Linked DNA regions of Hordeum vulgare: region 1 is linked to region 2. A link is a contact called in public Hi-C data. All regions are on one chromosome and are shown on one strand. Each heading gives the region's core, a stretch centred on a gene start, on an enhancer-like site or on the middle of the called end of the contact. The rest is flanking DNA. Distances are from core to core; before and after follow the strand shown.

What was found. A called contact is a pair of places that touch in the nucleus more often than the background predicts.
Region 1: a contact with region 2 is called in a Hi-C map of seedling, with 4 times the contacts expected there. The contact joins the enhancer-like site here to the promoter of LOC123401786 in region 2. A contact is called at or near these places in 2 of 6 Hi-C or Micro-C datasets (leaf and seedling) and 1 of 1 datasets of contacts at active chromatin or transcription factors (embryo).

The regions. Positions count from the first base shown.
Region 1 is chr6H:505,203,080-505,209,886 of MorexV3_pseudomolecules_assembly, reverse strand. No RefSeq gene overlaps it. Among protein-coding and RNA genes, the nearest start is that of LOC123406208, 210 kb to the left of the region's middle. Within about 2 kb of position 4,731, at least 3 of the 3 cell types and tissues checked have open chromatin away from gene starts, as enhancers often do. A contact at or near this core is called in leaf and seedling, where this site is marked.
Region 2 is chr6H:504,923,098-504,929,465 of MorexV3_pseudomolecules_assembly, reverse strand. LOC123401786 (transcription factor TCP14-like) reads left to right here and starts at 4,361. Exons shown (of 1, transcript XM_045095637.1): 1 at 4,361-6,368. The coding sequence starts at 5,024. The coding sequence ends at 6,232.

The DNA.
Region 1 (6,807 bases), core at 3,482-5,981, 280 kb before region 2:
TGAAGATGGCCCCTTTCGAAGCTCTATACGGAAGGAGGTGCAGAACACCTTTGATGTGGGATGGAGTTGGTGACCGACAACTTTTTGGTCCCGACCTTATCCGAGATTCTGAAGAGAAGGTCAAGCTAATTCGTGACCGACTCAAGATAGCTCAGTCCAGGCAGAAAAGTTATGCTGACAGCAAACGCAAGGAAGTAACATACGAAGTGGGAGACCGAGCATATCTTCGGGTGTCTCCACTCCGAGGAATCAAGAGATTTGGTGTGAAAGGAAAATTAGCACCCCGATTCATTGGCCCCTACAAAATTCTTGAACGTAGAGGCGAAGTTGCATATAAACTGGAACTACCGGAAGGATTGTCCGGAGTTCATGATGTCTTCCATGTTTCCTAGTTGAAGAAATGCCACGCTGAGATGGCTGATGTTCCGTGGAGAGATACAGTGATCCTAGAGGCCATACAGCTTGACAGTGATCTGACGTACGAGGAGAAACCCGTCAGGATTCTCGAGACTGCCAACAGAGTTACCCGCAACAAGATCATCAAGTTCTGCAAGGTGTTGTGGAGCCACCACACCGAGGAAGAAGCCACCTGGGAACGAGAAGAGGATCTTCGTCGAGACCACCCGCACCTATTTTCTAGCCAACCCGAATCTCGAGGGCGAGATTCATCTTAAGGTGGGTAGGTTTGTAACATCCCAATTTTCCTAATTGGGAATGTTTTACATTGTAGCTAAGCATCTATGCATATTGACTTAAATAAAGTTTGCATTTGAATTCTTTCGGCTTTTGCTTTTGCATTTCTATTTTTTCTTCACACGAGAAATGCCGGGAAATAATCTCTTGCATGCAAGAGAGAGCGGAGGACAATGACCCTCCAAAATGTGAGGCATCTCTGAAATATTTTGAGCCAAGAAAGCCAAAGTTTTATCGTGAAAATAATTGCAAAAAGAAAATATAGCATAAGGGATTTTTTTCTGAAAAAAACATTTTTTTTAAGTTTTTATTTTTGCCTTGAAAAAATGTTAGTGGTGTAGTGGATATTTTTCTGATCATTTTGGTATATAATATCCTATATTAATCATTTTATTTGTTTCTTTTTTTTCGTTTTAGTTTCTGTTAAAAAAAACGGGAGATATTTTTCCTCGGGCGAGATCCCCATCGCTGGGAATCCAAATCCCGTGCCCAACCGACCAGCACCTCCAGCGCACCTCTTCTTTCCTTATTTTTTTTCTTTCCCCTTTTCTTTTCTTTCTTTTTTTCTTCTCTCTCTTTCCTTCCCTCTTCTTCTTCCTTCCATCTTTCTGTTCCCCGTGATATTCCTGCACAGCGAACCTGCAACTTCCATGGCAGCCCTTGATTTCTTTCCCCCTCGGCCACCCCCCTCCCCCTATAAAAACCGAACCCCCACGCCGCCCTCGCCCCGTTCCACCCCCACGCCGCCCTGCCCGAGCCCCACGCCGCCCGCACAGCTCGGCGGAGCTCCCCTTCGAGCTAGCCGTAGAAAAACTGTTGCTGCCTCCCCGTCGTCCTGCTGCCTCCCCGACGCCCGGAGTCGACCGCCCCCTCCTCCGCCGCCCCACCCTGCCGGCAACCAGCCCCCCCCCCCAATCGCCGGAGTAGCCACCGGAGCTGCCCAGCTCCTCTCAGCCACGGTGAGCCTCTCCCTCCTCTAGTTTTCTTCTTGTTGTTTTTTTCCACCGTAGGATCTTAGATCAATGGGTTAGATTAGATGTGCATACCCTTCGGGTCTTACAAAAAAATCGAACCGATTTTTCTGTCACTTAAACTGAGCCGGGTAGTTTTCTTTAGATTGTGTCCGTGTGTTAGATTTCCCTCGCAGCAAACACCCATCAGCAAATCAGAAACTGCCACGTGTACCACTGTCTGTTATAATATGTTTTCTCTTTTTCTGTTTAATTCCGAAATAGAGAAAGTTTCAAATTTGTTTTGATCATAGCTTTTGATACCGAATTCCAATGGAGTTGAAACTTATTCCAGTAGATCAAAAAATTTCTGTAGTTTTTAAAAACATATAATTTGTCTATGTTTGAAATTTTCAAATTTGAATTAGATCAGATTTAGTTTAAACCTTGTTTTTCTTATTCCAGGAGTTTCAAAAATGATTTTGATTTGATTCTTTTTGCTACTGTTTCCTAGTGATTATATCTTACTGTGGTATAAGTTTCAAATGTTTTTAAATATGTTTACTTGGGGTTTTAACAGAAACAAGTTTCTGCCTTAGTGACGTATAGTGAATTCTTTCACTTAGGTCATAGCAACTATTTACTTGTGATGTTATTTTTACTTGTTGTTTGATTGTAGTGCTTAAGATGTGTATTTGTTTGTATCGGTAGATCACCCGGAGTGCGAAGCTTGTTACTTAGAAGCGCTCGATCAAGACAACTATCATCAAGGCAAGTCATTTTGATCATACTATCTTCTATGTTTTTCGATGCATGGTAGTTTCACCTTTCTTTGCCCAATTGCATGCTGCTTAACTACTTGGAAATTTTAGTATAGGTTGTAGTATCATGTGGTAGGCACACAACAACCCCGATACTTGGCCCCGGGACGACAAATTTCATATTGCTATGCTTGAGTAGACGGGATTTTGGTTGAGTCCATAACACGAGTGATGCGAGAATAATTTAATAACCAAGACCGATTAAGTCAAGACTTTTCAAGACCTCATGATGCAATGCAACTCTGGGTGAAGGACGGTTGATCGGCTCCCTGGAGAAACCAGTGGATGACCCGGGATGCTGGAGACGTGCCATGACATCTTGCGGAAAGCTTCATCCAGGCTCGAAGAGACGGACGGAGGCTTCAAGACCCAAGGCTTACCTGCACAGCCACACGTCATTATGGGCTCTGGCTTCGTTGGACAACGTGGCGACTCTGGACAGGCGGTGCTAGCAGATGTAGAAGAACGGTAGGAATGGATGGGCACCGACAGGGATTCAGAGGGACCCGTTGAAAGACCATGTTTTGATCATCCGGTCTTCAAACACCCTGAAGTGCGAGGACATACCCGGAGGCGATCAAATCTTGTGGGGAACGTGTGCAAAACTCTGCAGAGTGCCCAACCTAATCGATTAGCCGTGTCCGCGGTCATGGACAACTTGAGCCGAAGGCATTGAAATTCCCCTGAACTCTCGACACAACTTAATAATGATGTGGGTATTAACAACAACTCGGGTACGAGAATTGGTTGGCGGAACCATCTCGTTAACAACAAACATTGTAGTAATATTTTGCTTTCAGCCCCTCTTGTTGTAGGAGAAAATTGGCTTGATGCAAAACTTATAGCCCCACCTGCCAAATATGCATGTAGAGATAGTTGATTATTATTTTACCCTCTCTCTTTGATGACTTGCCGGCATATTCCATATGCTGACCTACACGGCTGCAACGTATCATGTTACAGAGTATTTTTTCGACCAGGAGTGAGGCTACGATCTACGCTCAGTGACATGCCCTGGAGTCGGATGGACTCGTCTACCTGATGCTTCTGCTAGTCTTCGTTAGATATCTCATGAGATGGCCTTCAGCCACTTTATTGTAATCCATTATTGTAATAAAGTACTCGATATGAGATTTCGATTAATAAAGCTGTGTGATTGAATTCTTGATATATATATTGATGTACTGAGTATGTACCAGCATGATCTTGGGATGGTACGGAAACACCAAAGGCTTGACTCGTCTTGAGTCGGGTCGCTACACGGATGCATGGAGGCGAGCGGGGGCAGGGAGGTGCACGGGGGAGGCTGGCAGCTGCACGATGCATGGGGGAAGGCTCGCATCGCATGTGGGAGGGGATAGATTATTAGGCCAGCCTTTTTTCTGTTAGAGAAAGAAGAACCAGATGACCAATGGGCTTTAAGTGAAAAAACCGGTGGGTGGAGGTGACAGGTGGGCGGGGGCCTCGCAACGTCTTTCTTCGACGATGAAACAAATCAAAGGAGGAGGTGAGATCGATTGATGGGATGGGGTACAAGGCGAGACGACTTACCAATTGGGCAATTATGAGTAGAGACATATAAATCATGCTACAAAAATGTATAACATAACCGTATGTGTCCGTAAAAAATAAAGAAATTAAACATGCATGATTCATGAAATGGCATGATTACATGGATAGAGTAGTACTCCCTCCGTTCTAAAATATAAGACCTTTTAAAGATTGCACTATAAACTACATACGAATGTATATAGACATATTTTAGAGTGTACATTCACTCATTTTGCTCCGTATGTAGTCTCCTAGTGAAATCTCTAAAAGGTCTTATATTTTGAAACGTATATAATTTGTATCTTTTGATCATATACATAAATTAATGATGTGACATTAGTTACGTGAAGAGAAAACAATATGTAATAGATTGTAACTATTTAAGAATAGAGGATTCCTTGTGCAGGAAATCATACATAATTTCCGTAGAGTAAGACCAAGAACAACTGAGACAATCATGACACATTTGAATTCCGGGGCATAAACACGTACGTACAGATTAGAGGATAGGCTTGAAAGTTTCTTCTTTTCTTTTCGAAACGGGATAGGCTTGAATGTTGAAGCATCAAGAAAGAGCTGGTGCTGATCCATGGGCGGCATTTTTGGGCCCCATTTCAAAAGCCAATCCCAAGTTTGTTTTCTCCTAGCTAGCCTGTGAGCCTGACCGTGTATTGCATGCATGTGTGTGTGTCCCCAGCGCAACTGCAACCCAGAGCCCACAGGATCATGTCCGCAACATATCTACCCGGACACATGGGGCCTCTGAATTGATAAGCACAAGCACCAACACATGGCATCGTCCAGCCAAATTAGCTGGCATGGCATCTCCCTCCGTCGTCAGAGGTTCTCATTTGTGCCGGAGCGCGCGCAAATTTTGCTTATAGGTAGGAGTAGCTAGCATCTGCATTATTGCGACTCGATGGGTACGTGATTTCGATGTGCATAGTCGCGTACTGTCGAAAGCTTACAAAGTCACGCGTCAGTACTGATGCACTCGATACCACGTAGCGGCACGTACCATGCTCCCATGTATTCGCGTCGGTCGCAACATACCAACATGCATCTACAGCCGTCGGATCAGTAAATCATTCTCAAGTTGCAAGCGCCCGCTGTGCTGTACAGATACTACTGTAGTCAAAAGCAAGGTCAACTCGACTGGTGCATACTGTATACTACTAGCTAGCATGAGCCAATCAATAGCTCCCCATGTCGATCAGGTACAGTCATTACAGACCACAGGTGAACTGAGTTGTACATAACATCAGAAGAAAAAGAACCACTCGTAAAATGGCACGGGTTTCCTACATCTAGAAGCACCGGACCGCTCGGACTATGAAGAATTTAAGAGCAGCAAAGAAGCCGTCCAATTTCATTATCGAAACGGAAATAGATGATATTTAGTTGAGCGTATTGAATGAGACGAATACAAGGCAGTGCCGCACCACGCATTGTCGTCCGTGGCTACTGGGCTCAATTAGAGGCGCTTCTTGAGAGAGGTACCATGCATGCATTGTCGTGCGGATAAGTGGATGCATCTGCAGTTAAGATGGAACAGGGACACCACATGCACCTGTTTGGTCGCCATTGGCGTCACGACGGACGATTACCGCGCGCGTTTCTTCTACGACGAAATACCCCAACTGATTCTCCATAACTCGCCCAACTACTCGGTTCCGACGTCGCCACTGTGTCGGGTTGGATATGGTGCAGAGTTTAGATCGACGGCATGGCTGAGAATGCGCGGTAGCCGGTAGGAGCAGCGGGAGAAAAACCTCGGCTAATCCTGCGTACCGACGCACGAGCGGCAACAGATGGAAACCCGATGCCCGGCAGGGCTGCCGGATACGGAGCAGGGCGCGAGGATGAAACGCGGAGCGATCGGGCCGCGCGCTCAAGGCCCCAGTCAGGTGGGCGCGGAGGGGCAAGGATTAGGAACGCGTGCGCCTGCCTGCCGCCGTGTGGCCGGAGACACGCACCTCCCCGCTAGGGCCGCTGCGTGTGGGGATCGGTTCGGGGAACCAACGGCCGGCGGCCCCCTGCACTCGTGGGAGGGCGCACCGGCGGGGCGAAAAGCTCTGGGCGCGAGCGCGGGCGCCACCTGCGCTGGGCGCCAAGGATTTCGGCGTGCGATCGCGGGATCCCATCGGCCTGTCGAGGTGGTCGTCCGTGCCGACGCAGCCTTCTCGTCACGTCTTTATCGCTTCTGCGGGCTGCCCCTACCGCCCCACGTCAATCTATCTACAGCCACTTTACCGCTCACTGCACCGGTCTCATCCTCGTCTGCCCCTGTGACGTCGATGCATGCATGGCGCTACTACGTACCCCAGGCCACGTGATTCTGTTATTCCGCAGAGCTACCCTTTCACCTAGGCTCGATAGGTGAAAGACTAAGATGTTTCATAGTGTTCCGCAATTCCTACCTGCAAATAACTAGAGGTTCCATAAAACCCAAACCAAGAGGAGGCCAAGCTGCCATCAAAGACAGCAACAACAGACCCACACGCAACGAAGACCGACCAATAGAAGACGAACATCGACAACGGCAAGGCAGGGCGACGCTGAGACTTGTCGATCGAAGGCGGAAGACCACAGAGTAGGCCGAAGAAGGACCAAGCCTTGCACCGGTCATGGATAGGAATCATCGGTGTCCGGGACTCCCACCAAGAAGGGTACCACGGGTGCTGGGCTAGGAGACACCGTCACCCACCACCACCAACTTCACCAACGCAAGAGCAATCTCCGGATGACGCCTTCAGGAAGAAGCACGACACCGTGTGTCGTCATTGTCCAAG
Region 2 (6,368 bases), core at 3,112-5,611:
ATATGGTTTTCACATCCTTTTCCGGTGAAAAGAGAGAGATTGACCCAAGTCACCTGAGCTGTCTATACCTAATAAAACACACTGTTATCCATTGCACAATACTGCTAATGCATATAGTAGATCTGAAAAAGCTGAGAAATGGATTGCATGCCTCTTTTTCCACCCTTTTTCTTCACATAGTGATCCCAAATTCAACCCTTTAGGACTTTAACAACTGGTGCCAATGCAACCCCAGCTTTAAACAACAGAAGAAGATAAAACAAAGGCAGGATAGTGCATGCTATGTCTACCAACTGATGGGATTCTGTCAACTTCTAATAATCAAAGGGTGACGTCTGCGACGGCAGATATTTTACGTGCGTGCAAATGCATCGCTGCTGGCTTTTGCTGCGCAGCATCTCAAGAGAGCGTATAGTACTAGCTAGCATACACAGCTCTGCCTCTGCACCCATGCAGTGTGTATGCAAAAGGTTTGTGTGGCTGAAAAAGACGAGAGTGAAAGAAAATAAAAAAAAGGAAAGGCTGAGTACTTGGAGCGTTGCTGTCTGTCTCACCTGTAACAAACACCATCAATCTTTTGCTTTCGATGATCATTCATCCATGTTAGCTAGCTAGCTAGTAGCTCCTGTTTCACACTAATCTAATGCTGTTTGATTACCAGCGATGCTTCTGTAGTTGATGGTCACCGCCTTGACAGCCACTCCCACCCGCTGTGGCGCGGGCCCGACACGCGGATTAGACGGCGGGGAACGCCTGTGGTCGGTAAGAAATGTTTTTTGTGGCCTCCGTGCTACGCGCTACTAACAGCTGAATCGAGCAATAATGGTGTGGGGTGGGCGTGCACTGAAAATATAGCGCAAGAGAGAGAAACTGCATCAGCTTGTGTGCATCAAAAACAGAAATGTGACTGCTTGTTGCATAAGGATGTTTTGTGAATTAGTCAAATCCACCTCAACCAAATCTCTCCTTCCAGAAGGGGGCATGCAATGCGATTTCTTGGAGGTGGTTGTGGTTATTAGAGTGTAGATTCGCTCATTTTGTTTCGTATATAGTCCTCTGTTGAAATGTTTAAAAAGGCTTATATTTAAAATTGAAAGGAGTATATACAGACGGGCTCCGTTTTAGAAGGGGGTGTTGCACCTTTTGCTCATCGGTCGAATCAACAAACCACATGCTCTTCTTTTGCATCCAGATCACTCCGATATGTGTTGAGCTGAACAGCTTATGTGATGTGACCCGGAGCTCTCTAAGCACTGTTTGGGGTGATGTTGGGTCAAACAAAACAAGATAAACAGTCATCATCGTGCTACTGTGGAACATTTGGAAGCGGTGCAACGCCAAAGTATTCCGAATGAGCATCATGATCTTCATACACTACTTCGCGCATGTGCTGATGAACTAATGCTTTGGTCTAATAGGTGGATTAATGTTTCGAAGCAATCACTTTTAGGAGACTGGAGTACAATGTTGTTCCATCTAGGTGAGAGAATGTAGACTAAATTGCATCTCTGTCGCCTCTAGCTCTCTCCACTCTGCCCCCCACCTCGTTCTATCCCTCTCTTCTATGATTGTAATGGTTACAGTTTCATTAATATATTGTTCAGGTCGGCGTAAGCCCGTCGCCACGATGTAAAAAAATAGTCTAGATTTTTTTTTCTGAGTTGGATGTATAGACATGTTGTAGTGTATTTATTCACTTATTTCAGCCCGTATATAGTCCGTGTTAAAATATCTAAAACATCTTATATTTGTGAATAGGAGAGAACATGTTTGTGCATTGTACACATTATTTTGTTTTGCCCTTCTTTGTTACTCCCTCCGTAAACTAATATAAAAACGTTTAAATAACTAAAGTAGTAATCTAAAAGTTTTTATATTAGTTTATGGAGGGAGTATAATTCAGCTGATGGCCAAACCCAGCCGGTCATTTCTGTATAATTTGTACGGAGGATGCACACAACCACACCACAGCAAAAACATGGTAAGAAGAACAGTCAACAAAGTAAACGGAGAGAGAACTTCTGGGGAGCGGGTATGTGCTTGTAAGTTGTAATAACAGAATAGGCAGCTGGACATATTTGGAACTTATTGATGATTCAAAGTGGGCTAGAAAAAGGAGGGAGAGTGGGCGAGGGAGGGATGGAGGGACTGGTCAATGCAGAGAGGCTGGTGAATTTCTATCTACCAATGGCTACATCTCTGCCAAACATCCACCGTACATCTTGTGATATTATATTGTTGTGGCAAACATGCATTGTTGACAGTAAGGGAGTCAGAGAGGTGAATTAGGTCCACACCAGAGAATGGTCGGATGAAAAAGATGGGGTTTTGGAAATGCTTTTGGAACTATTATGGGTCCACGAGAGAACTGGTAAAAATATTCTGAAAGTGGTAAGTACTCCCTCCATTTCATAATACTTTTTTAGTACCTAAATAATTATAGTTAAAAAGAACTAGTATAGTTCTTCCTAACTATAATTATTTAGGTATAAAAAAAGTATATGTTTTAAAGACATTATTATAGACTACGTATGGATGTACTAATCAGACATACCCTATGATATAGTTACAAATATAGAGGGTCTAACCGGTCATCCGTCGTCGTCGGAATCATCGTCGCGGGAGTGGTCATCAGAGAGGTTGTAGTAGTCTCTGCGCAGCACCGCCTCCTGGGGAGGCACGACGGGGCTTACGACGTCATGGCCGCGCTTCTGTCCGTGCGAGTACTTCAAAGTGTAAATTCATTCATGTTGCTTCGTACATGGTTTATAGTAAAATATTTAAAAAGACTTAATTTATGAACGAAGGGAGTATATTGCATTAATTGAATGACATATACTTTTTTCTGGAGCTTGATCTGAGAGATGCCTGAATCCGCCCTAATCAACAAGAAATATTTTTTTCAAAAAGGAACAAGAAGTAAATAGATAAAAAAACACTATTATAATTAGTAACCCCCCCCCCCCTCTTCTATAGGTCACTTATTATATTTTGCGCTCGTTTAAATATAGAAACACAAGATTTGACCATTTGACTCTCAGCTGCTACATCCTGAACTACATTGTATTTTCTCTGTATATAAATAATTGTAGTTGAAGAAAACTAGTCTAGTTATCCTCAACTATAATTATTTAGATACAAAGAAGGTAATTATTTAGATACAGAACAAGTATTATTATTGAATTGATGTTTAATAATTCTACACCTGCCACAACGCTGGTCATGAAAGCTTAGTTAATTGTTCTTTCGAGATCCAGATTCTATATACAGTTGCACGAAACTCAGAGCCAAAGCTTTTGCAGGGTGTAAAGACAATGAGCCCCTTTCTCTTTGCCATTTGCAGTAGTCCTAGTCCAAGTATACGAGTGGAAGAGGAGTCTATGTTGGATACTTGCTTCGTGTGCAGCGTGCACCAGGTCCATAGCACAAGAAATTAGGGCACCAAGGCTGGCAAACAAAGGAGGGGGGCAAAGCCTAATAGGAAAGGGGCGATGGAATGATTACTGGTTGAGCTGGCCCTACTTTATCACCTGTTTCTTTGCTGTTCTTCTCATAATTCACCGATATAATCTTTATTTTCAAGTACGAAAATAATGAAGGATGCATCAACCCAGATATAAGTTATGCTCCTGTCCTGCATGACCGCTTTTCCCTTTATCAAAAATAGGTGCTACATGATTTGAGTGCTACGGCCTGAAAAATGGTACTAGCACAAAACAAGAAACTGAAGCATGCTAAAATAAATAGTACCAATAAATAAATGCTCCAGACATGCATTGAGGCTAGTTGGAAGTTGGAACGAAGAGCCTTTGATGGCCAGGGGAAAAAAAAGGAATTCCCTTTGCCATACATTTTTCCTTGTGTATTTTTGACTTGCAGAGGGCAGTGGGCGGTGGCAGTCTTCGGGCCGGGGATTGAATGATAAAGAACAGCGCACGTGGAGCCTGAGCCAAGTGACTGCCTCGCCACAGTCTAAAGATTTTTCCTTTTAGAAAAACGAAAAAACAAAGCGAGAGCAGCTAGCACAGCAGAGAAAAAAAGAAACACATTTCAAACAGCAAAAGGCAGAAGAAGAAGAAGAAGGGAGAGAAGAAAAAAAAACAGATAGGGTTCTCCCTCTCAAAAGCAGCCAATCCACAAAGGAACCGTTGCTTTCCATCACACCACGTAGCCTATGGCCTTGTGTTCGATCGGGTTAATCCGTGGCACGTAGGTATGGCGCTTCTATAGAGAGAGAGAGGGGGAGAGAGGGCGGTAGCTAGCAATAGTGTTGTGGTATTGCTGATTAAATGGGATATTCGTTGGTTAGCATCGGGAGAACATATCACGTTACGCTCTGCCACAGTACTGATCCACACTGTGCATGGATTAGCTAGCTAGCTAGCACGGAGGGAGAGAGCCACGCCATGGCCATGGCTTGGCTAGGTGAACCTAATAATTCTCCTCCGCCGGCCTTATCCTCCTCCCCTCTCCATGTACGCTACTACAGTCTCTCTCTCACACACACACACAAAAGCTTCTCTCTCTCTCTACATCAAGAAACCATTTAATTCATCCATCTCTCTCCTCCAAGCCCTACAAAGTACACCATCTTCTTCCTCCCCCTCTCTGTCTCTCTCTCTCTCTCTCCTTCTCCTAGCTTCTAGCTAGGGCCATCTGCTCATGCTTCTCCCTTCTCTCCCAGATCACAGATGAACCTCACCAAAACGCCATAAAATAGTGTGTGTGATCTCCCACACGCGCACAGCCCTCTGCCCCTCTCTCTCTCTCTCTCTCTCATCGTATCGTATGAGGAAGGATTCCTTTCCAACCTATAATCTTTAACCTCATAGCTTAGCTCTTGGACTCTCTCTACCATCGTCTCCATCACACCTAACCAATCTCGAGCTAGACCCACAAGAAGCGGTCGGCGACATCAAATCCGTTCCCCTCTCCTGCAAACAACCTCCCATTTACCCGGCCAAAGCGTATACACGCAGAGATAGCTATGTGTGTATGTGTATATAGCATGGCCTAATTGACCATGGACATCGCCGGAGACGCCGGAGGCGGCCGTCGGCCCAACTTCCCCTTGCAGCTCCTCGAGAAGAAGGAGGACCAACCGTGCTCCAGCTCGGCTGCGGGGGGCGCCTCGGCGGGCGGCGGGAATGGAGCAGCCGCTGGCGGTGCCGCCGGAGGGGAGATGCAGGTGCGGAAGGCGGTGCCCAAGCGGACGTCGACCAAGGACCGGCACACGAAAGTGGAAGGCCGGGGACGGCGCATCCGGATGCCGGCGCTGTGCGCGGCGAGGGTGTTCCAGCTGACCAGGGAGCTGGGGCACAAGACGGACGGCGAGACCATCGAGTGGCTGCTGCAGCAGGCGGAGCCGGCGGTGATCGCGGCCACCGGCACCGGCACCATCCCGGCCAACTTCACCTCCCTCAACATCTCCCTCCGCTCGTCCGGCTCCTCGCTCTCCATCCCGGCGCACCTCCGCGGAGCCTTGCCCAGCCCTGGCATAAGGTTCGGCTCCCGCGCCGACGCGTGGGACCGGGTTGTCGGGCTCGGGTTCCCACCCGAAGGCCCCGCCTCCTCATCGTCGACGCCGTCGCCGCTGTTGCTCAACTTCCACTCGGGCAGCGTTGGTCTTGACGTGCAGCCCTCGCCGTCCGCCGCTGCCGCTGCCGCAGCCGCTGACCTTTCGAGGAAGCGTCGATGGGAGCAAGAAATGCAGCAGCAGCAACAACAACAGCAACAACATCAGCAGCAGCAACAGCAACAACAGTACCAGCAGCAGATGGCGGGGTACACGCAGAGCCAAATGCCGGGCACCGTCTGGATGGTGCCAAGCAACAACACGCAGGGCGGCGGGGCGCCTTCCGGCGGCGGTGCAGGAGGAAGTGGTGAGTCGATCTGGACCTTCCCCCAGGTGGGCAGCGTCGGCGCCTCGGCTGCCGTGTATCGTGGGAGCGTGCCGAGCGGGCTACATTTCATGAACTTCCCTGCACCGATGGCGCTGCTCCCAGGGCAGCAGCTGGGGCTCGGCCCAGTGGGAGGCAGCGGCGGTGGCGCAGGCGGGAGCGAGGGGCACATGGGCATCCTCGCCGCGTTGAACGCGTACCGGACACAGGCCGCGGACACAGCGCCGGGCCAAGGAGGCGGCGGTGGAGGAGGGTCGTCTAGCCAGCAGCAACACGGAGGTGGCGGCGGCGGCGGCGAGCGGCATGAGAGCATGAGCACCAGCGAGTCCTAGGCCGGCCGGGAGGGTCTCCGAGGATCGCATCGCATCGCATGCATTGGTAGCTCTGGTGTGCCTTTGATCTGTTCTTTGTCGTTGATTTCTTTTTCCTTTTGTGGTTTCCTTCCTCTACTCCTAGAGACATTAGACA